2 separate regions of the Sus scrofa genome follow, and region 1 is linked to region 2. The links are chromatin contacts, called in public Hi-C maps. All regions are on one chromosome and are shown on one strand. The core of a region is the stretch at or near the end of the contact, and the rest is flanking DNA. Distances in the headings are between cores, read along the strand shown. Region 1 overlaps FTO (fat mass and obesity associated). Region 2 overlaps FTO (fat mass and obesity associated).

Region 1 (3,649 bases), core at 1,125-3,624, 190 kb after region 2:
ATCGCCTCCTCTGGTGACATTGGTCACAGAACCTCCCTAAGTAACAGAGATCACAAAAGGCAGACCTCGGCTGCTTCCAGTCTGAGGAAGTAAATATGGGACCTTTGGACTTTACGGGGTTTAAATTTCAATTAGTAGACTGCTCTTTAAAAGAAAGAGTTCCCAATAAAAAATCCACATCTTCAGCTTCTTTCAAGAAATGGGAGTATCTGCAAACACTGGGCCCACGTTTGCACACCAGAGCTAAGTTACAGCTGGCCCCTTTAGGAGGTACACGTACTTCTTACTCCACCACTGGCACCGCCAGACCCTGCTGTCCCTCCTCGGTAGATAAAGGGTAAGTTTCTTGCTATAACGAGATGTGACTGCATAAAAGGAAAAACACATTCAATTTATTTGATTTGGAGTTATCCTGGAAAAAGGCTGAATGACCCAATGGAACAGCAGTAAGACAAAACAGACCCCAGCACACAGCAACAACAGGCAAGTGAAACCTTGTATACTTTGTACTCAGAAAATAAACCTCATTCCAAGATCTAAGTGCCTCACTCACCACAACCAGAAGAAGCTCTTCTCAAAGGGCCAAAGATCTGGATTTCAGCTGCACCAGAGGAGTGGGGGGTGGGGGTGGGGAGAAGGCGAGGGGAGGGCGAGAGAGGCCCGAGAGAAAGGAACAGAGGTTTGTGCTTTGAATTCCTAGAGGGAAGGGAAATTTTCAAAATATTTCCCTCTACCAAAAGGCAGAGAGATCATGCTTTATAGGGGTAAAGACAGAGCAAGTTTTGAATTCATAGACTTATAAAAGCCCTAAAGTCTCTTTCCTTAGATAACATATTTGGTATAATTTTATATCTTAACATGTCATATTAAATATGAATGCATATTTTTAATATAGTACATAGATGAATGACATGACCAAGCTTTGAAGCATATCAGGAAAACTCTTAGAAGTTTCCCAAGACAGTTTAGCCGTGTTCAAATAACTTTCGCAACCCAAAATGATCATCCATTACAAATATCCAGTGACATCATTTTTTTTTTTTAAACTTGTTGGAAAACAGGTTTGACTCAGTTTCAGACTTACAACTCCTCCCCGTGACTGCTGGCTATATACCTATTAGCTAAAAACAACAATGCGACAAAACTCGCTTTTGGATTAACAACCCTGTCATTTATCCTTTAAATGTTTATCTCCTTTGGTCACAATTTTATTGTAGTTAAACAGCAACTAGTGTGTGACCAAAAGCATTCAAATGCTCTGAGCACACAAAGAGCGCACTGTTCTGTTTTCCAGCTGGATGGACTTTTACTTGAGTGAACAAAAGACAAGATCCTGCTATTCTTCAAATGAAAAGGCAAGAAACAGCAAGGAAAAACATGGCACAGAAAACCTCTCTCTGGGTTCACTTTGCAAATGGTAATGAGAACAAGTGAACCAAATAGCTGCGGTTTTTTTCTCCTCCAAAAGTTTTTTAAAAATCGTGAAAAAAAATGATTACAGCATCTCTTTTTTAAGGGTTGTATTAATAATCATTTATGACCCACGATAGCAAATCTAGTGCATGTTATCTGATATAGGTAATGTTAGAGGAAGGATGGCTACATGCAAATATTATGGCCTAAAACCAATGTGTCAGGCAAAATATAAACAGCGGTCTCAGACAAGGGAACTGAAAGCAACAATGAGACTTGACATTGGCCACCTGAAATCTTGAAAATCTCCCCAAGCCCTTAAGAAAGCAGGTGAAGTTGCAGCCCTAACAATCTAAAAAAACAAAAGCTGTTGCTGCCACCAACACTGCAAAGTGGTGAGGGCTCCCTGATAGGACTCTTACAAAAGGTCCTTAAGATCAGCCCTCATTATCATTTTCCTGAATTAGCTACATTCTGTTCCAGCCTTTGTATGAACCTATCTCTCATATATCTTTCATACTAATGGATCTCTCCTGTCTTTAGTTCTTAAGTAAGTTAACATTATCATTGTCGTAGGTTGTTTTAATTTGTAGGAGTTGAAAGAAAGAAGAGTGAGGGATCTGTTGGAATTCTGACATTAATACTCAGGATGACAGAAGGAAATCTACGGGCTTGGGACTGACTTTCCTCTTCCGCACTGTGTAGAAACTGTATTATCTAGGATTAGGTTAGGCTGCAAGGGACAGAAAATCCAAAATGGCAGTGGCTTCACCAGGCTGGTAGGGGGGTTCGCGGGCTGTCCTCAGAGACTCAAGCCCCTTCCAGCTCACCTCTCTTGCTCCCCCTAAGGACTGGCCCTCACTCTCAAGATCCAAATGCAGCATTTCCACTCCAGGCAGCAGGATAAAAGCCCTGAGAGGAAAAGGGCAAAGGGCACACACCAGCTTTCTCTTAAGGAAACATCCCAGAAACTACCACAGGTGACAGCCTCTTAGTCACCCAGTCACACCTAACTGCAGAGGGGGCTGGGAAAGTCTGTTCTGTCTATTCTGGGTGGCTAATGGCCCTGAAAAGAAGGGCTTTGGGAGTTAAAGTGCAGTCATGACTACAAAGAGATTTCCTAGTTTTATAAAACTAGAAATAGTTGACAATGTCAGGCCAAAAAAAAAAATCTTCAGAGTAAGGAACTTGCAAATGCTCCCAACAGAAGAGCCACAGAAATACATGGACTTGACAACGAAGCCCTGGAACTACTCCCTATAATCTCTTGAGTACACCTCAATGATCTGGATCAGAGAGCTGAATAATCTCAGGTCCTTTTCTCCCCCAGGAGTGAGTGTCCTTGTTCCTGTGACCCCCACAGACCTGGAAGTTTCTCTCCTGGGTCATATCAACTGTCCCAATTCCTCAGCCTCGCAGCACAATCACCTCCCATCGTCAAGAATGAGAGGCCTTTCACATCCAAGGGGCAAATTTCACACAAATGACATTTGGCTGATGCCCAAAGGTGACAGGGATGAGAGCAGGATAAATAAAGAATAATGTAGAAGCCAGTTGGGGCAGCCTTTCATTATAGTCCTTTCAAGAGCTATTAATCTTGGTCATAGTCAGTCGGCTAAAAATAATTACTTCTTCTAACACATGTTGTACACACCAACTAGCAGTAGTAACGGGCCAGCCCTTTTACCCTAGGAAAGATATGGCCTCTGACTTGCCTAGAGCCATCTGAGGTAATGGCTGCACAATGTTCCAGCCCAAGTTCCTCTTCAGTCTTACCTAAGAATAATATCAAAAGAACCACCACCAGCAATATTGTCAGACTATCATCGTTAAGTTGTAGAAGTACCCCGAAGAATAAAGACTATTAGAAATATTTTACAAGAAGATTTGTCACTCCCTTTGTTTATAATGAAAGTAAATAACATTTTAAGTACTTAAGCATCATGTTTCCCCCAAAGTATTGCATTGCCGAGGTATTTAAATGAAGTGCTGATTGTCCTAATTCACCATGAATTTCCAGAGTTCCCCCCCTTAGGGTTTCTTTGAACTTGTAAGCCAGTTTAGCTAGTAGAAAAAGCTCAGGATCTGGAATTCTAGAGATGCAGCTCTGGAATCAAGCAGTTTCGTCATCTCTAAGAAGCCAACAATCTCTGAGTTTTACTGGGCTTCAGCTGTACTATGGGGACGTTTGACTCAAAAAAAGCCATGCAGTTCTTCAGAGATTCAACAGTACCAT
Region 2 (3,594 bases), core at 683-3,182:
TGTAAAAAGTCACTTGTCCCTTGGCGGGCAGGAACCACTGTCGAGGGGTCGCTAACCTTCGAAATCCAACTCTTCTCGGAAGGTATTGTGACACTATTCATGCTCTGAGGGGAGGCCGGGCAGCAGGTTGAACAAAGAATGGCTCCATCGCTCTGTCTGGAATCTCGGGATGGGTTCTGAGGACGAGGGTACCCCTGACGAGGGCTCTGCAGCTCCCGGTTCACTCTGGAGTGCCATCGACTCCTGGTTTTCAAGGCCTCCAACCTGCTTTTCCAGCCTTGCCGTGTTGCATTTCTTCCCATGCAGTTGACACAGAAATCTCCGTGTTACTCCCGCCTTATCACACTTTGTGCTGTTAGGCCCGGCCTCTGCACGTTGCCGTTCCATTTGGGAAGTCTTTTCCCCCACTCCCTCCCCCTTCGAGCACCCCCTATTCACCCCCCACCTCCTGCTTCCCCCTCCCCCCAGCTCTCAGGCTACCTGCTCTATGGCGATGGCTCACACCCCTCAGATGCTCATCACCCTCTTGTGGTTAAGAGCTTGGGCGCTGAAATGACACTGGGGGACTCTGACTCCTCCTTCTGGCATTTAAGCAAGTGTGTACATTGTGCCTCAGTTTCCTCAGCTGTGGGATGGGGCTAACGGCAGTCTATCTCACAGGGTTGTTGTGAGGATTCAGCAAGAGAGCCCCTAGTAACAGCTACAGTGCGCGTACATGGTTTCAAGACACCGCCAGTAAAGAGCAAACACTCAGTGAGTCCCTGCTTTAATGACAATAATGATGCTGGAACAACAATATGGGTATTCTCCAGGCAGTCTGTTTACATTAGTAATACAATATCTCATTTTCCTTTGCTGGTTTCCCGTGTGCTCTTCCACTTGGCAGAGAGCCGTGGGCACCAGCATCATCTGAGAGCTTGTTAGAAACGCCAATGCTCAGGCCCCACCCGGAAAGGGCTTGCAATCTGTGTTTTACATGCTTGCAAGGTGATCCTGATGCTGATTCTGAGAACACTGGCCCCGGGCTTGGGCTTGGGGACCTGGCGTCCCAGCTCCTCTCTCTGCCAGCCCTGTGACCCTGGGAAAGTTGCTTGACATCGTATTGCCTTGATTTGCCCTCACTAAAATTAGAGACGCAGAAAAAAAATACTGACCATTGTAAGAGTTGCACTAATTCACGGAAAGGAGTTAAAAAAAATTTCGTGCCAGGCACAGAGAAGCCCTCAGTAAGAACTAGCTAGTACTATTTTTCACTCAGGCTGAAACAGGTTACTGATATGCGTAAAGCACTCGGACGTTTTCGTAGGAGTTTGATGAGTTATTTCTGGCAGTGATATTCATCTGATGCCAAGCCTCCTGAGGGCAGAGACCCTGCCTTATTCATCTCGAACTCCCAGGACCTCCGCCCAGGCTTTGCTCCCTGGAACTCCGTGGTGGATCCAGAGGCCTAGGCGGTGGGCTGGCTGTTTACTTGGGGTTGGTGCTCTGCGGGCCAGAAGGCAGAGAAACAAGACATTTCACTTTGGCTTCAGCGGCTTTCCCGAGGCCACCAGCCTGTGGGCCAATTGTCGTTTGCACAGATCTTTCCTTCCCGGTTCAGGAGGCTGCTTTCACTAAAGGTCGCACCCCCTAAGCCTAGTAACTTTGGATTTAAAAATCATTTTGACTTGATATTTTACAGGGAACATGGCAGGCTTAGTGAGTTTAATCTCTCGCTCTCTTTTAATACACCGGAGGTGGGACACCTTTTAACCTATCTGACAAAGCTTTAAAAAAGCCTCTGCTTAGAAACTGACTGCAGCCTGAAGCAGAATGTAAAAGCTGGCCGCGAGCTCTCCACGCTGGAGGGGGCAAGCCCGCAAAGTCACAAGCACTCAGCTCTCCTCTGGCATAAACCAAACTGCACTCACCAGCTCCTCTCCTCCTCTCCTCCTCCCTGGAGAAAATCAAAACCGGCCGAGGAAAAGAAAGCGCTCTCCTGCCAGGGAGCGGGCCGTCTCTGAATGGTCTGCTTCACTGATCTCTTCAAATAGCCAGGTACGAGCTACACCAAGAGGATTAAGAAAGCTCGTTTTGCAGCAAAGGGATGAACTACCTTGCTTGGGGAAAGTTCCCATTTTAGACGAGTGCCAGGACCGTAATAAATAGTAAAGGCTGGCTGTTGTTTATTAGGAAAAAAACTGTGCTGCTACACTTACTATAAATAGGACTCATATAGCCTGTCCGATAGTGAACCCTGTAAATATTAAGTCTATGAAGATCTGCTATTTAGCTAATAGAAGAGTTCCTCAAACATAGAATCATAAGCTAGAAGCCATGAGCAGTTAGCAGAAGGAAGTGTTTCAGCATCTCTCCAGAAGGCATTGCTCATCATCCAGACAACAAAAAGTAGGTAGTGGGGTGTTTTTTTTTCAACAGTTACATGTATCTAATAAATAGATGAACAAACGTCATATCTTGATGAATGTTTCTACTATCATTCCTTGTAGCAACAGGTTAGTGGTGACTCCAGATTTTTTCTCCTACCCCCAGGAGTGGAATTGAGGGGGACATGAGAATGGAAGAAGCTATCTATTGCTCTCTGGAAGCAACACCAGCTAAATCCTGGCAATGGGGAGAAAGGCTGAAATGACCATGGCAATAAAAAGCATTCACGTTTCTCTCCAAAGGCATTACTGCTATCAAATTGGGCCCAATAATATGTCACATGCAATCCCAGCAGCAGCGTCCCACACCCTGTTCCCTCTGCTGTTCTAGAGCCAACCTCCAGCTAGAGTCTTAGATTCTGCCTCCTCCTTGCACAGCCCAACAGTAACCATTTCTGGAGCCCTACAATGAACCACGAAAAATTCACACAGGACAGCTTCAGACCTCAAAGCGCCACGCTCTGAAAAACAAAAATGAATTCCATTCACCAGACCAAGTGGGGGCAGGCCCATCACAACGATATTTCTAATGCTGAAATATTCCATTGCCAAATGTTCCTGTCAAACCATGGTTTAATTACCTTGGCCCCCATGCCTCTTATAATCACCTGTCATTAGCAACAATGCTGGCATCTGTTTACACGGCTGTCAGAAATGCCAGCCCAGCTGAAGCCAGGGGAGAAGAAAACTTTTATGGGGCTATTGGCCTCCGTTGGGCAGGGGGTGGGGAAGTCCCCTTAAGGTTGACCTGTCTACACCCAGGGCGATGATCGACCCCTCAACAGATAACCTAAGGACAGAACCCCTGAAGCAAATCTACTTCGGATAGACACACATTTTAAATAGGGTTGTTTAGCGATTCTCAGACCAAAGAGGAAAATGTTGGTGATTCACGGCTGTAGGATGTGTCCTTTTATGGCCTTTCTGGTTCCCTCCAGGAAATAACACCAGAGATAATGTGGTCTCCATCCCCATGTCTTGGGGCTCTTTCCACCCCTGTGCGTGCCTCAACCCTACAAGGTCACACCTGACACCTCCTTCTTCCATTAATTCTCCTTTTCCTCCTCCGGGGACAAGGTCTGCCTTCCTGACCACTTAGTCGCTGCCACGGCCTACTCGATTTGAGAGGATTTTTCTCCCAGAGACCGCCTGCATCAGAGGCCACCAT

What was found. Hi-C and Micro-C count contacts between places; a contact is called where the count stands out from the background.
Region 1: a Hi-C map of skeletal muscle shows a contact between it and region 2, with 5 times the contacts expected there. The contact joins two enhancer-like sites. A contact is called at or near these places in 1 of 47 Hi-C or Micro-C datasets (skeletal muscle) and 1 of 2 datasets of contacts at active chromatin or transcription factors (skeletal muscle).

What each region holds. Positions count from the first base shown.
Region 1 is chr6:31,511,752-31,515,400 of Sscrofa11.1, forward strand. The region is part of intron 1 of FTO (fat mass and obesity associated); the gene reads right to left. Among named protein-coding and RNA genes, the nearest start is that of FTO, 51 kb to the right of the region's middle. Within about 2 kb of position 2,375, at least 25 of the 83 cell types and tissues checked have an H3K27ac peak or open chromatin away from gene starts, as enhancers often do. A contact at or near this core is called in skeletal muscle, where this site is marked.
Region 2 is chr6:31,317,774-31,321,367 of Sscrofa11.1, forward strand. The region is part of intron 8 of FTO (fat mass and obesity associated); the gene reads right to left. Among named protein-coding and RNA genes, the nearest start is that of FTO, 250 kb to the right of the region's middle. Within about 2 kb of position 1,933, at least 2 of the 83 cell types and tissues checked have an H3K27ac peak or open chromatin away from gene starts, as enhancers often do. A contact at or near this core is called in skeletal muscle, where this site is marked.